4 separate regions of the Mus musculus genome follow, and regions 1, 2 and 4 are each linked to region 3. A link is a contact called in public HiChIP or PLAC-seq and promoter capture Hi-C data. All regions are on one chromosome and are shown on one strand. The core of a region is the stretch at or near the end of the contact, and the rest is flanking DNA. Distances in the headings are between cores, read along the strand shown. Region 1 holds the start of Arfgef3 (ARFGEF family member 3). Region 2 holds the start of Aldh8a1 (aldehyde dehydrogenase 8 family, member A1). Region 3 holds the start of Slc35d3 (solute carrier family 35, member D3). Region 4 holds the start of 4930444F02Rik (RIKEN cDNA 4930444F02 gene).

Region 1 (3,442 bases), core at 238-2,737, 1.1 Mb before region 3:
AATCACTGCTGAACAGTAAACGGTAATGGCCACACTGAAATCTTACTGCGGCTTTAAGAGCCTTGCTGCTTCTCAGACAGCTAGTCCATTTGCATTTAACATTACACTAAAATGGCCAAACACTAGTTCTACCTACAAGATAAACTCCCTGGGCAATAATTGAGACAATTTAGGGCTATGCAGAGATTAAACAAAGGATGGTGCTGCTACAATTGTCTACACACAGAGACACAGACACACATGTGTGCACAAACATGTGAATTAGGACCTTCTGTCAGAACAGCATGACCTAAAACACTATGAGAATTCTGTCTTTAGTTGGACCTACGGCTAACGGCATTTCTGTGCCTTATTTTCCAGGTTGCACACAGCACAGAATCATGACAATCACCGATTGGTTTTTATTTCAAGGGAAGGGGTTCCTGGGTTTTTGTTGTTGTTGTTGTTTTTAATTAGCTGGTTACAGAGGCATATCACGCAGGCTCTGGTAAAGCAAGGGGCTTAGTGGGCTGTCTATATAGTACAGTTCACTCCACCCCCCCCACCCCCCCCACCCCCCATTCTCAGCGCCTTGGTCTTGCCTAATTGACATGTCATTCCGTTTGTTTTCCGATTTTGAGAACTGCAGCCTACAGGATGGGAAATGCTCATTTGCTACCAGGAACTTATCTCAATTTTAGCACAGCTCACACAACTAAAAGCCCACCTGTCTGAGGGCAAGTCAATAACCGAACTGCAAGAGAAACACAATTCCTTCAGTCTGTTATGTTCCATGCACAATAGCCATAAAAGCGAATATTTAGCAAGGTGGCTTCTATCAGCAAAATCAAATTAAACAAGCCTTCCTTCCTGGTTCCACTCACCAGTGTTTGAGAAGAGGGCTGTTGCTTTAATTAACTTCCTTTTTTCTTCCATACCCCTGGAAACCAGGGCCCTGATTTCATACAAGCTGGAGGTCCTAACTTGGCTATTGGGGGGGGGGGGGGGAGAGGAACCCTTGTCTATGGGCTCTAGGGACCAGGAATGAGGTTACCTCACAGCAAAGGCAACGGTTCCCATAGAGGTTTGGGAAGCGGTAAGGGAACCAGATGGAGACAGCTGGATGCCCACGCTGAGCCAAGATTTTCATACCCCGCATTAAGTATCCGAGGCAACATTCATAACCCATAGTCGGTGGCAGTCCCTCCTGCCCAGGGGCCCGAGGAGCCTGTGATCCGGGAGCAGGTGTCCCTGCGCAGCCCCTCGGCTCCCGCGCATCGCCCTCACTTACCCAGGGCCCAGGTGCAGCTCTCTTTGATGGCTTTGTATTTGCTCCCGGACGCATCTCTCTGCAGCTTCCTCAGGATCTCTTCCATCTTGGCCTTCCTAGAGCCAGGCCACCGACCCCGAGATCGCGCAGGGGACGCGCCTAGGAGGCCTCGGCACTCGTCCCCATGGCTCTCGGCGGCCGCTGATGAATCACACCCGCTCCGCGCCACAGGCCACGTCAGCCCCGCCGCCACGCCTGTTGCCACGCCCGCCGGGTCAGGTGCGCTCACCAGCAGGGGAACCCGGGAGGCCCCGGCCGTCTACCTAACGTCCAAGAGGACCTGGGGTACCAAGCTTCATCCAAAGGTGGGGATCTGTGGCTGGCTGCCGGCCAGTCTCTGCCCTAGGGAAATCACCGAGATCCACGGGCGGAAGGCAGGGAGGGGCCTGGTCGCTTGTGCCAATCACCTGCTGGGCCGGCGCATCAGGCATCTCTGAGACCTGCTACACTAGGGGGTAGATAGTAATAAATAGTAAATAGTAAACAGCTGGTCCCCTCCCTGTGTAAGGTTGGAGCCATCCAGCGAGAACTACGTCATATGCCTGCCTGCTGGGAGCTTACAATGTATTACACGCATACATTAGACTCTAATACAGTTCTCTCTAATAATTAGAGAATTCGATGTGAAAATTAAACCAGAAAAGATTTAGAAGATTAAAATGAATACGCTTCCCTTAGTACATTGAGATTTCTACCAAACCAGCTAAGGCAGAAATTGAAAAAAGAAAAAAAAATCAATAGATTTAACTGACAACTTAAAATCTATAAATAGACCAGTAGTCAACCTGTGGGACTGCCCTGTATGTTAGAAATTAATGGCCCAGTATATACACAAGGAAATTAGACCTCAGCTACTTCCCAGCCAACAAGAATGTATTCCACACAGCCCAAATCCAAAGATGTTTTTTAAAACCTTCAGTACCAGCAGGTGAAGATAGGAAAGTTAGAAGTTCAAGGTCATCCTTGCCTATACAGTCAGTGTGAGATGGGCTTGAGGGACACGAGACTGTCAAAGTAATAATAGTAATAATAATAATAATAATAAAAGAATCTCTTCCCTTCCTTCCTTTACCTCGTGTACTGGTTGTTTCCCTCTGAAGAGACACACTGGCACAGACAGTTGATGTTAGCTTTTGATAGGCAGGGAAGCCAGGGGGACTAAACTAGGAGGGGGGAGTGAGTAAGCCTCTGCTATTTGAGTGACTTCTGGTGCTTCCTTTGCCAGCTGTTACAGGCAAGAGTCCTGACTGGAAAGCAATGACCTTGTTCTGAGAGCTGTGACAGGTAGTGAGGGTGGACTTAGAAGCGAATTTTTGTTCTTTGTATTTTAATTTTTCCCCCCAAAACCAGCATCTCATTTAGTAGCTCTGGCTGTCTTGGAACTTGCTCTGTAGACCAGGCTGACTGGATTTACAGAGACCTCTGCTCTGCTTCCTGAGTGCAGGGTTTCAAGACGTGTGCCACCACACCCAGCACAAATTCAGTTTTTATTAGAAATATATTTCTACTGATAGGGATGCTGTCTGCAGAGAGAGTGATGTCTTGGGGGAGTTTAAGCAGGTTTCACATCAACCTTAGAATAAACTGGACTTTAGGTGGTCTGGAAGAGAGACATTTGGGGAGACACTGCCAAAGGGTTTGACGCCTGGATAGAGAAGACTGGATAGAGGCAGCATGAGGGGAGCATTCTGGTTTTCTTTAGGAAGTCAGAAGACGTTGGCCCCATTTGGTAAGGTAAAGATGATATGGAGGAAGGGCTTGGGAGTGTACAAGCTCAGATTTAACATGGTCTGATTGAAGAGATAATGATACATAGTGTTTTATCTATGGGCAGGAGCTCCCAGGAAATGTCTGGGATGGGAGGGATGATTTAGAGCCATTCAATATGGTGAGTGGTTGCTGTCAGAGGCCAGACAGGACCTAAGACAAGGGTCTGAGGAATTAGTACAAGGGAGAGACTGGGAGAAATCCCAGGGGTGAAAGGCAGCCAGGGAAGAAAGTGACACAAGGAAGTGTCCAGCGGGGACAGGGTGTTGACTGCTCTTAGTTCCTTCAGAGTGCCAGTTCCCAAGGGCCCTTCTGCCCACCATCCACACATCCAATGGAGCCATCTTTTGAGGGAAAGTTACTAGT
Region 2 (3,265 bases), core at 535-3,034, 1.5 Mb after region 3:
ATGAGGTGGTTGTGTGCTCTGGCAGATGGGTTCCTGTTTTCCCCATTTGTTTTTTCTTGGAAAGCAGAAGGAGATGAAATTCCAATCTTAAAGAAAAGCTCAAAGGAACAAGCACAGAAGTTTCATAGGGCCGTAAGGGACAGAGGGAGTGGGAGGCAGCCCCCGTAGTTCTGTTCTGTTTCTAGCCGGAAGCAGTGGTAGCCTGCTGGCCAGTGTGAGAGGGTGAATTCTGCCTTTTGGCCTGCAGGGACCTTAGGGAATGGCGTGTTGGCTGGCAGGCCGAGGAAACAGAGTTCAGGGCAGGTGCTGCCATTGGAGGAGTCAGCTCCATAGGAGCCCTGTTGTGGGGCTGGGGGACGGACAGAGAGTAGAGGCAAGATTTGGAGAGTGTAGCTCAGAGTCAAAGGAGGAGGGGGAAGAAGCTGGCCAGGAGGGAGGGAGAGAGGGAGGGAGGGAAAGACAGAGACAGGGAGGGAGGAGATTCATGGTCAGTAAGAAATTGAAGATGCTCTCTTTACATTTTAAACATTCTACAAGGTAGAAATACAGAGAATGGAAACACAGCAATACAGCAGCCAAAACATTTCCACAACTGGTGAAAGACAAAGCCAGTGGTAGAAAAGCAGCCTCTTCCAGTCACGGTTAAGAACAAATTCTCACCAAATGCACTGTGGTGAAAATGGGACGCCAAAGACGACAGACAGCCGTCAGTAGGTGGAGACGTGAAGTACAGGAAGGATGGGGAGATAGCAACATGGAGAACAGAAGGAACAAGACCTTCAGAGGGTTACTTGCAAAATACAAAACAAGCGCTATGATGCACAAGAGAGTTTGGTTATCCATGGAGCCTCAGCAGAGTGAACGGTGGTGTGTCCTGTCCTCTCAGAGGCCATGTGCTGGTCTGTTCAGCTGTGACAGAATAACTGAAAATCGATCACTTGAGAGAACCTGAATTCTTGTTGTTCTGGAGACTGGGAAGCCCATGATGTTGGTGTGAGGAGATTGTGTATGGTAAATATCCCCTGCCTCTGCCACTTCCTCACCAGGCAGGGCAGCTGTGCTCCTGCGGCAGAAGGCACAAATGACCCATAGCCTGTTTCGAAGGCACCACCGAGGCCGTGAGCAGCACCTTAACTCCAGGAGTGCCCACTTAAACACTGCCACTGGAGGGTTAAACGTGCCCGAATTCTGAGCGTTCAAACCACGGCATTGCCGGGTAGTGAAGACGGCTCCCTTGCTCCTGTGGCCAGTCCCTACAGGGACATGGATGCATCCTCCTGAGATGGACTCACAGGCTGTTAGGTGTAAATGTAGCTAAAGTTTCTTCTCATTTCCTGTCAGTACTTGAGTGTTCATGTGTGACCTTGGCCACATTGTGTAACCTTCCAGAGGCTCAATGCCTTCCCTAGAAAGGAGGAAGTAAGGATTGCTGCATGGGACAATATTCTGTGGAGCCAATTTTCTTTATGCTTTGCACTTCGTGTTTAAACAGTGGGCACTTATGGTGCAGTGCCGATAAAATCATCTCACACACACACACACACACACACACACACACAGTTGATATGAAAGGACAATCTGAAGACATTGTACATATGTAACTTGATGTTAGTTTAATGCAGTGCCCATTTCTCAGAATGGACCATGAGTTGCCTTCAAGAACCATCCGAGTTTGGAATCAGGAAAGTTCTGAAGCGCAGCGGGTCTCCTCCTCCCAGGTTCGGATATGCAAATGAGGACACTGGGCCTGGGGGTGAGATGAGGGTGTCCAAAGTCCTGAGGGCAGTCACAGAGGGCTGCTGTACACAGAGGGCACTTTCCTAACATGGCTGGAAAAAGGGAACTTTTGATGTTGGAGAACTTTATAGGTGGGAAGTTTTTACCCTGTAACTCATATATAGATTCTTACGATCCATCAACAGGGGAAGTTTATTGCAAAGTTCCAAACAGTGGGAAAGAAGAGGTAAGTCTATTCACTTGGGAAACTAAAACGTATTTACTGTGTTGACAAATTGTAGACAACCATTTTCTAAAACTAAAGGGGAGAGGATGAAGGAAAATGTAGCATTTTATAAGGTAGTTTATCATATGAATGGACTGGTCTGAGCTGGAATGGCTCTGAGTTTACTATGTTCAAGAGAAAGTTGTTAGCTGTGGGAACAGTGGTTTTAATGTTTGTAATTCTCAGACAGATTGTAATAGTTATAGAGAACTCTTACGATATGAAATGCATCCTTCTCTCTACAAAGTGCCCACTGGCTCCATGGGTTTATAAAAATAAATCTTGAAAACTTAAATTGGGAACAAAACAAAAGCCCAGTACTTTATTTTAGACCATCATCTGATAGTTCCTCATATCTCTGAGAATACCCAGTCTAATAAAGCCAGTTATTTGAGTAATGAAGCTGAAAATTAAACTCTCATGTCATTTCATTAAACTTAACAACTTAAAAAATGAGGGTTCATGTCCCTTTCTCTTTCCTTTTTCTTTCTTTTCTAGTTATGAAGAATTAAGTCACTTGGGGAATTTTGTAAAATGCTTGAGATATATTTAATGTTATGAATTATTGCACTGAGAATAAAAAATGTTTGGTGTGCTGAGTGACTGATGTGTGTGTGGTTACCAAATGCAAACCGCCCATTGTTTATTCTTTTCAAGGCACAAACAACTCGATTATAATATAATTCCAATCTTCCTATATAAATATATCTTATATGCCAAGTTTTTTCTTCAAAAATTCAACTTTTTTTCTTCACTGGTAAATTTTAAATCTGTCTTCTAGAGGAAAAAAACAACTTTAGACTCTGTACTAAAGTTTAAGAATATTGGGTAACTTGTTAGTTACATTGTAACCAGCAATTTTGCTTGCTTCCAATGACCCAAACTGCATGAGACCAAGGCTTCTCTTCTCCATCTCCTGGTGTTTCCAAAGTGAGGAGATGCAGGTGGAGTGTGGTACCGGCTGGCACTTCTTCAGGAAATAGAATAAAACATATTTGCTTTTGCTTTTCCAGTAATATGTATGTTTTATTTTCTCAGCAATCCAGTTTGCAAATATTTTGGGTTCCACAAAAGCTGTGTCTTTGTTGATTTTACAAGATATGTGCCGAATTTTGGGCCTGTGTGAGTGTGTGTGTGTGTGTGTGTGTGCGTGCTTGCTCGAGCGCGCTTGCTTGCATGCAGTGCAAACTGAGATAGTACAACCTGTAGACTTAATCTGAACCATACAGGAGGGCAGAAAAGCACTCAGATGCATTCTGAGTG
Region 3 (3,469 bases), core at 224-2,723:
CCCGTGGGCACCGGAAGGGACAGGGAACCCCAGCTAGCGGCCTCAACCGAGTGCGGGCACGGCCCCGGAAAGAGTGTTTCCCCTCTGCCCGCAGCTGGATTCCCCGGGGGTCCTCCCCGCCCCTCCTGCCCTTGAGCCCCGGGGCGGTTCCTTTTGCCTAGGGCCCGGGTACTGAGCCCAGGTTGCTCAGGCTTCACTCCCGTCTCTCCAGCTCCCCAACCCCGCGTGATCCGAGGAAGTTCCCGGCCCCCTTCCTTCCGGCTCAGTGCAGGGCTGGACTCCAGTTCTCTGCGCTGGCGACTCTCCATCCCTCCTGAGGAAGGGGCTGAACAAGAAAGACCCGGGTGGGGGAGGAAAGGGGTGGGGGTGGGGTGGCGGAAGCCTGGACACCTGGGGGGCAGGGCTGATGGAGGAGGCTTGAAGGCTGAGAGAGGCTGCGCTGGGTCTCAGAAGAAAAGTCCCTTTTGTGATCCCAAGGACCACTCAAAGCTCCCTGCCTCAGTATCCCCATCTGGCAGTGAGGGCGTTGCACCGAGTGGTCCCAGCGGTCTCTACCGGGTGGGTTGGGTGGACCAGGGTTGACGCGGGTCCCGCTCACCTGCCAGGGCGGCGCCGCAGGTGGTGATGAGCACGGCCGCTAGCACTCCGGGCGAGGGCGCGCCGTTCTTGAGCACCAGCACACCGATGAGCATGGTGACTAGGGGCAGGCAGCGCTTGAAGACTACGTACATGGGCAGGCTGAGGCCGCGCAGCGACCAGAGAGTGAGACTGGACTGCAGCGTGGAGAGCACGGCAACCCCAGCGAAGGAGCGAGCTAGGCTCAGGCCGAAGGGGGGCACGGCAATGAGCCCCAGGCGCCGCAGCAGCTCCAGGCTCAGCGCGGCGGTGGAGCTGGTCAGGCACTGCACCAGGGTCAGGAAGGAGAACTGGTAGCGGCTGATGAGGAACTTGAGCAGGATGTTGAGGGAGCCAGAAAAGACCCCGTGCGCGATCGCCACCGAGATGCCCAGCACGCGGCCCCGGCACAGCTGCCGCATCGCGCCGGCCCCGCCGTACCCCGCCGTGGCGGAGCTCGAGACTCGCAGGAGGTCGGCGGGGAGGCGCAGAGCGAGGGCAGCGGGGGCGCGGGCCGGGCGGCGGGACGAAGCGAAGGGCAGGGAGTGCGGGCTGGGCTGCGGAGGGCAGCTCCAGCCGGGCGTCCTCCCGGCTCAGCAGCTCCGCGTGCGACTGCCCCGCAGATGCCGGGAGGCGGGGGCGGGGGACTCCGAAAAGTGGCAGGGGTGGGGGACGGGTGTGAGAGGAGTGGCGGGAATCCTAGAGACCGCGACTTGGAAGTAGGTGAGGATCCCTGATGAGCTGTGTCCCGTGTGGTTCCTGGGTCAGAAGGATGCTCTGCGGAGTGCGGACTGGACCTGCTGAGGCGGCTGCCGCGGGGCGGGTGGAGCCTGCTTCCCTGGGGCATCCAGCGCCCACCGGGGTCGGCTCTCCGGGCGCGGCACCTCCTCCCTTCCCACAGTGGCAGAGCAGCGGGGTGCGTGCTGGGGGATCCCCTGCACAGCTAAAGACGGTATTAGAAACAACGCTCCAGCACTGAGCACCGTTCATTGGTCGCAACAAGTGACGGCGCCCCCAGCCCGGTGGCCCGCGAGTTGCAGCGGATTTTCCACCCACGGTCTCTCTCAGCGCTGCACGGGAAATGAGACACGTCGGTGCTGGAGGGCGGCGGGCCCCCTGACATTAGATCCCAGGGCCTTAAAAGAACCAGCTGCTGGGGAGTGCTTTGGAGCCCCGAAGTTGGCCTTTTCTGGTGCCAGGCTGTGAGCTTGGGTTCTGCGCCCCTCCCAGAAAAGGTCCTGAGATCCTGCGTGGCGCTGCAGGAGCTTTCCTTATGGAGAATGGCGTCTGGGCATCGGGTCGTGGGAATGGAGGGACACACTTAATTTAGGCAAAGATATAAAATAGGCAAAAGCAGACACTAACCGAGGGCAAGCTGATAGTACTAGCAGTGAAGGAGCGTGAGGGGAAGGAGCCCAGAGGCCAGGTAGAGATAGATGGACTGCTGAAATGACGAAAGGGAGAAAGCAGAGGGTGTGTGACGCAAGGATGAACCATAGACACTCCACCCTGTCCAGGTGTTCCGGAGAACGGTTTTTGAATTCCAGGGAACCGGCTTCAGATAGTAGGATTGTGTGGGTACCACTTTCCCTCGCCAGAGAGCACTCCTCTGCCCCATTGTGAAAAGTGCGCATGTGTTCCTCCCTACTTTACCTTTTGTGACTACCCCCACCCCCACTCGCTCCAGGTCCTTCCACCCCCACCCCAGTGAGGCTTTGATCTGAATTCACTTGCAGGCAAGTTACGTTCTGACCCTCAGAAAACTCAGCAGCGCAGAGCCACTAGCTTGGCTTCTGTAATTGCCAGCTACAGTCGTTTTTTTTTTTTTTTTTTTTTTTTTCCCATGCTATTTAAAATTTATAGTGATGTCCAAGCTTCCGCTGAGAAGCTAAGGATTTGAGGTCTCTGGTCTCTGTGTCACGTCCCTTTCAGTCACTGGGGTCTCATCTCTTAACGACTGGAATTTCAAACCTTTAAACACCACATCTCCTTGCCTGGGCACATGGGTACATTTCCTCGAAATCTTTTATCTTTATGGTTTTCCACTTCTATGATGCACCCAACCGTGGGGTACAGATGTAGAAACGGATTATAAGCTCAGCAGGAGGAAGAAATTGGAACAGGAATTAGAACCAGGTTCACTGCAGTTTCTCATGTGGGCCAGCTTTTGTATTGTGGGTGCTCTCGTGAGAAAGCACACCATCTCAGCCATAGGCAGGCTTAGGCTAGCGCCCAGCACAGCCACCTGCTGTGTCCCTGACAGGTGTGCACTCAGGTAAGTATGGGTCCCCGCAAAGCTGACTTTGCAGGAATAACCCCTAGCTGCACTGTGCTTCAAAGTTTCCGGTTCCCCAGTAGCTCTTGGGCTTTGGTTCCCCTGGGAACGCTTCAGTTTTATTACTGTAAGCTGTGGTTACACACTACTAGCTATTTAAGAGACTCTGGTTGACAAGGGTTTAGGAAAGGCTGAGGTAGTCATACAAATTATGAGTATAGTTTAAGAGTATATTCAAAATATACAGGGATCAAGACTGAACGTGAACTTTTTTTTTAACTAAGATTTTCAATAGGAGATTCCCGTTTCTCCTGACCACTCCAATTAACTGGGCCGCTGCTGCAAGCCATCCTATTATAAGAGAATGTTATAAAGAAGAGCCCCTACAGCCCTAGCTCTGAATGATTCATTTCTGCCAGCAATTATAATTACTTCCATTTTTGATACTAACATTAGTTGGAAGATTGGGGGCTGACTCAGCTACCTTACCCTTCTCATTTAGGCAAGACTACTTGGCTTAGTATTTCTGATCTACGAGGTATGAAACAGCAGATTTTCTCTGCTGTATTATATATAGTT
Region 4 (3,100 bases), core at 487-2,986, 1.0 Mb before region 3:
GCCTTGGAATGATATTGATGTATATTTAGTGCTGAGTCTTCAACAGTCACCAACTCTTAGCATGTTGACCCTGAGTCTCTGCTGCAATAGCTGCCACTAACTGAAAAAGAAGTTTGTGTGACCGAAGCTGAGAGCAGCACTAATATGTAGACGTAGACATAGACATAACTATTTAGAAGGCAATTTGCTGGGTGCAACGTGCTCATTTAGCAAAACAGTAGAACCTTCCACAGCAGGGCCTAGTGGCTGCCCAGCCAAGGGTTACTGAACAGCTTTCTAGAACCGAATGTGAATTCCAAGTGTAGCTGACCTCAAATTCAGTCAAAAGCAGCTGACTATTCCCTTAACGGTCATAAAACTATCACTCCAGTAGCATATTGCTCAGCAGGTCAGTCATGTAGCACAGGAACTTAAGCCTGTAATGATTTTTCTCTCCCAGAACCTGCAAGGCACATTCCAGCATCAGGAAAGCCAGCCATCAGGAAGGAAGCGTCCAGATCAGTTGCAGCACTATGCTTGATTTTGCTCTTTCCTGAAGCCAAAGAACATGGAGTTTTCAGTGAAAGGGTATTCACATCTGGTTCTGGTGGGAAACACACTGTTAACAGAATAAAAATACAAGTCACCTACACATGTGTGTGTGTATATAATATATGTATCTATGGAACATGCAGATGCAGTGTTCTGAAAGGGACTTTAAAAACATTAATAAAGAGTTGGGTGTGGTAGTGCATACCTTTAATCCCAGCACCCAGGAGGCAGAGGCAGGCCAATCTATGTGAGTTCGGGGCCAGCCTGCTGTTCAAAGTGAGTTGCTGTAGGTCTAGGGATATATGTAGCTTGTAGTACATTTATGAACACACCGAAACATATTCACTCACAATGTATATGTTAATACATGTGTGTGTGTGTGTATATATATATATATATATATATATATATATATTATTGTAAGATGGATTCTCCACAGATGGAAGGAACTCTTAAAAAGATTCGTAGTCTTTTCTTCACAACTGCCATGGCCATTTAAGAAAGCATATTTTCCTATGACCTATTATTAATGCTTCAAGTATTTGCTAACTTTGCCTATATAACTAATATTTGTCTAGCAAATAAAACCCTTCACCAAAAGCAGCTTTGTGGGTTGGTTTCATATAATTGGTTTCATAACCAATAATACAATGTTTTTTTGTTTTTTGTTGCTTTTTGTTGTTGTTTTAAGTACCCAAAAGAACTCTCCCTCTTCACAGGATTGCTACGCGACACACAAGAGAAGCAATCTTAGTAGTAATCTGTCCAGGTAAATTTACTTTTCTACAAACATTTTCTCAGTATTAAGTTGGACACGCCTCTCACGTTGTACAGAGTAAGCACTAAATACTTATTAAATAGCCATTTTTCTAAAATTTACAAGCTAACAATTTACCACCCACGGCCCAAGCTAAGCATATTCATTCCGATGCCCATAGTGTTTCTGTGAATAGTCCCTATGTGGACCAACTGTAACCGTGAAAACATTCACCTGATCCATATGAACTTTCAATATCATCAGCCCTTGTCCCTGTGCAGCTTCCTTGGCTCTGCGTGGGTCCACTGTATCACCCTGTGGCCGAGTGAGCTTCTGTGCATTGCCTCACAGTTGCCCTGGCAATTTAGGCAGGTTTAGGACACCTCCTAAGCTTGCCCTGGGCGGTAGGAGGCAGAGGAGCCTGCACTGGCCTCAGCTCTGCGGTTAGTGAAGACCAGTGGGACCGTTGGTGAGGAGGGCGCGCGCTCCTGTGGCATGTGACCAAAGGACCTAACACCACTGGCTGATCTGTGAAAGTTTGCAGACCTTGCAACAGCCAAGAATGTTTGCTCTGTCTCTCCAGCCCACCCCCATCTTGTGGTTACACCCCACTCCTCCTAGTTCCGCCCCTAGCCCAGCCCTGGCCTGCCCCTCACCTCAGCTAAATACTTTCAAGCAAGCCCCTTCTACCTGGGGCATCCCTGTTCACAGCATGAGGTACCTGTAGTGGACTGGGATTGTTCAGCTCATTGGAACTCAGTCATCTGATGACCCCAGCCTTCCTGAATTTTTCACCACGTGTGGAAACTCAGTGAGGCACAAATCACTGGTATTTTGTTGTCACAGCTACTTCAGTGTAGGTGTAATGCCAGCCAGTCCCGGAGTGGTTCTTAATGCCCAGCTATGTTTTTCCCTGGCACAATCTTGCAGTATAGACAAACTGTTCAACTCCCGTTGCTCCGGTCTTGCTTCCTAAAGCACACTGATGTCCAAAGGTGTCCTTTTCTGTAGAAATCCAGAAAGCATTTTCTGGACATAAGCAAAAGACACAGTAGAAACCGTGGGCTTTAGGGCTTTAGAAACCTCCAACCTCACACTGATCGTAAACTCCCCAAACAATACCAAAGGCAGCTTTCCCCTGGCTCCTCCTCCCAAACTTGGCATAGAAATTAGTGCAGAGATCAGGCTGGCCTTGAATCATGGTGCTCCTCCTGCCTCAGCCTCCGGAGTGTAGACATTACACATCACTGGACAAGCTAGCTAGTTAATAGATTGGAGCCATTATATTTTTATTCACCCTTTCAGTGAGCTAAGTACTCAACCATGCCAGCCATCTTTGGAAGATTCTGCCTTCTTAAAACATAGTGCTAAGTTAAAACATTGCAAAAATACTTAAGGGTGTAGGTACATGAGAGTTGTAGAATTTTCTTAAGTTGTTTTTGTGATGCTGGGAATATACACTTAACACATCATGCAGGCAAATACTTTTCCTTTAATCCACACCTCTACGTCTGTCTCCTGATTTTATTGTTTTATGTTGGCATTTAAAATGTAATACAATTTATTATGTGTCAATGTGCGTGAAAACTCTGAATTCCACATAAATTAACTCATCCTCTGAACATTCAAGAGTGATGGTCCTCGCTGGATGACATACGTTCTCGGTTACCCTGTTCCATCCACTGGTGGATCAGATCTTTCATTTCACAACAAGGAAAAGAAAAGCAAGAAGTGTCTATTCCCTGTGGAAAGTATCTTTACATTATAGCTAAATTAAATGCTCTCTTTGCTTTTGTCATATTTCCACACATT

Evidence for each region. Promoter capture Hi-C pulls out the DNA fragments that hold promoters and counts their contacts. HiChIP or PLAC-seq counts read pairs in DNA pulled down with a chosen protein or histone mark.
Region 1: a contact with region 3 is called in a promoter capture Hi-C map of stem cell-derived epiblast-like cells, with 2.3 times the contacts expected there. The contact joins the promoter of Arfgef3 here to the promoter of Slc35d3 in region 3. A contact is called at or near these places in 3 of 39 promoter capture datasets (the 3T3-L1 cell line, second pharyngeal arch cranial neural crest and stem cell-derived epiblast-like cells).
Region 2: an HNF4G HiChIP or PLAC-seq map of pancreatic cancer cells shows a contact between it and region 3. The contact joins the promoter of Aldh8a1 here to the promoter of Slc35d3 in region 3. A contact is called at or near these places in 1 of 39 promoter capture datasets (pre-B cells) and 1 of 115 datasets of contacts at active chromatin or transcription factors (pancreatic cancer cells).
Region 4: a contact with region 3 is called in an H3K27ac HiChIP or PLAC-seq map of embryonic stem cells, with 3 times the contacts expected there. The contact joins the promoter of 4930444F02Rik here to the promoter of Slc35d3 in region 3. A contact is called at or near these places in 1 of 115 datasets of contacts at active chromatin or transcription factors (embryonic stem cells) and 1 of 9 other capture datasets (adipose tissue).

What each region holds. Positions count from the first base shown.
Region 1 is chr10:18,742,271-18,745,712 of GRCm38.p6, forward strand. Arfgef3 (ARFGEF family member 3) reads right to left here and starts at 1,488. Exons shown (of 34, transcript NM_001033258.4): 1 at 1,271-1,488. The coding sequence starts at 1,355. Gm32926 (predicted gene, 32926) reads left to right here and starts at 1,201. Exons shown (of 5, transcript NR_152783.1): 1 at 1,201-1,614.
Region 2 is chr10:21,375,516-21,378,780 of GRCm38.p6, forward strand. It overlaps Aldh8a1 (aldehyde dehydrogenase 8 family, member A1), which reads left to right and starts at 1,785. Exons shown (of 7, transcript NM_178713.4): 1 at 1,785-1,963. The coding sequence starts at 1,826.
Region 3 is chr10:19,849,986-19,853,454 of GRCm38.p6, forward strand. It overlaps Slc35d3 (solute carrier family 35, member D3), which reads right to left and starts at 1,474. Exons shown (of 2, transcript NM_029529.3): 1 at 599-1,474. The coding sequence starts at 1,037.
Region 4 is chr10:18,830,194-18,833,293 of GRCm38.p6, forward strand. It overlaps 4930444F02Rik (RIKEN cDNA 4930444F02 gene), which reads right to left and starts at 1,737. Exons shown (of 4, transcript NR_102728.1): 1 at 1,523-1,737; 2 at 1-598. Gm32926 (predicted gene, 32926) reads left to right here. Exons shown (of 5, transcript NR_152783.1): 4 at 1,251-1,300.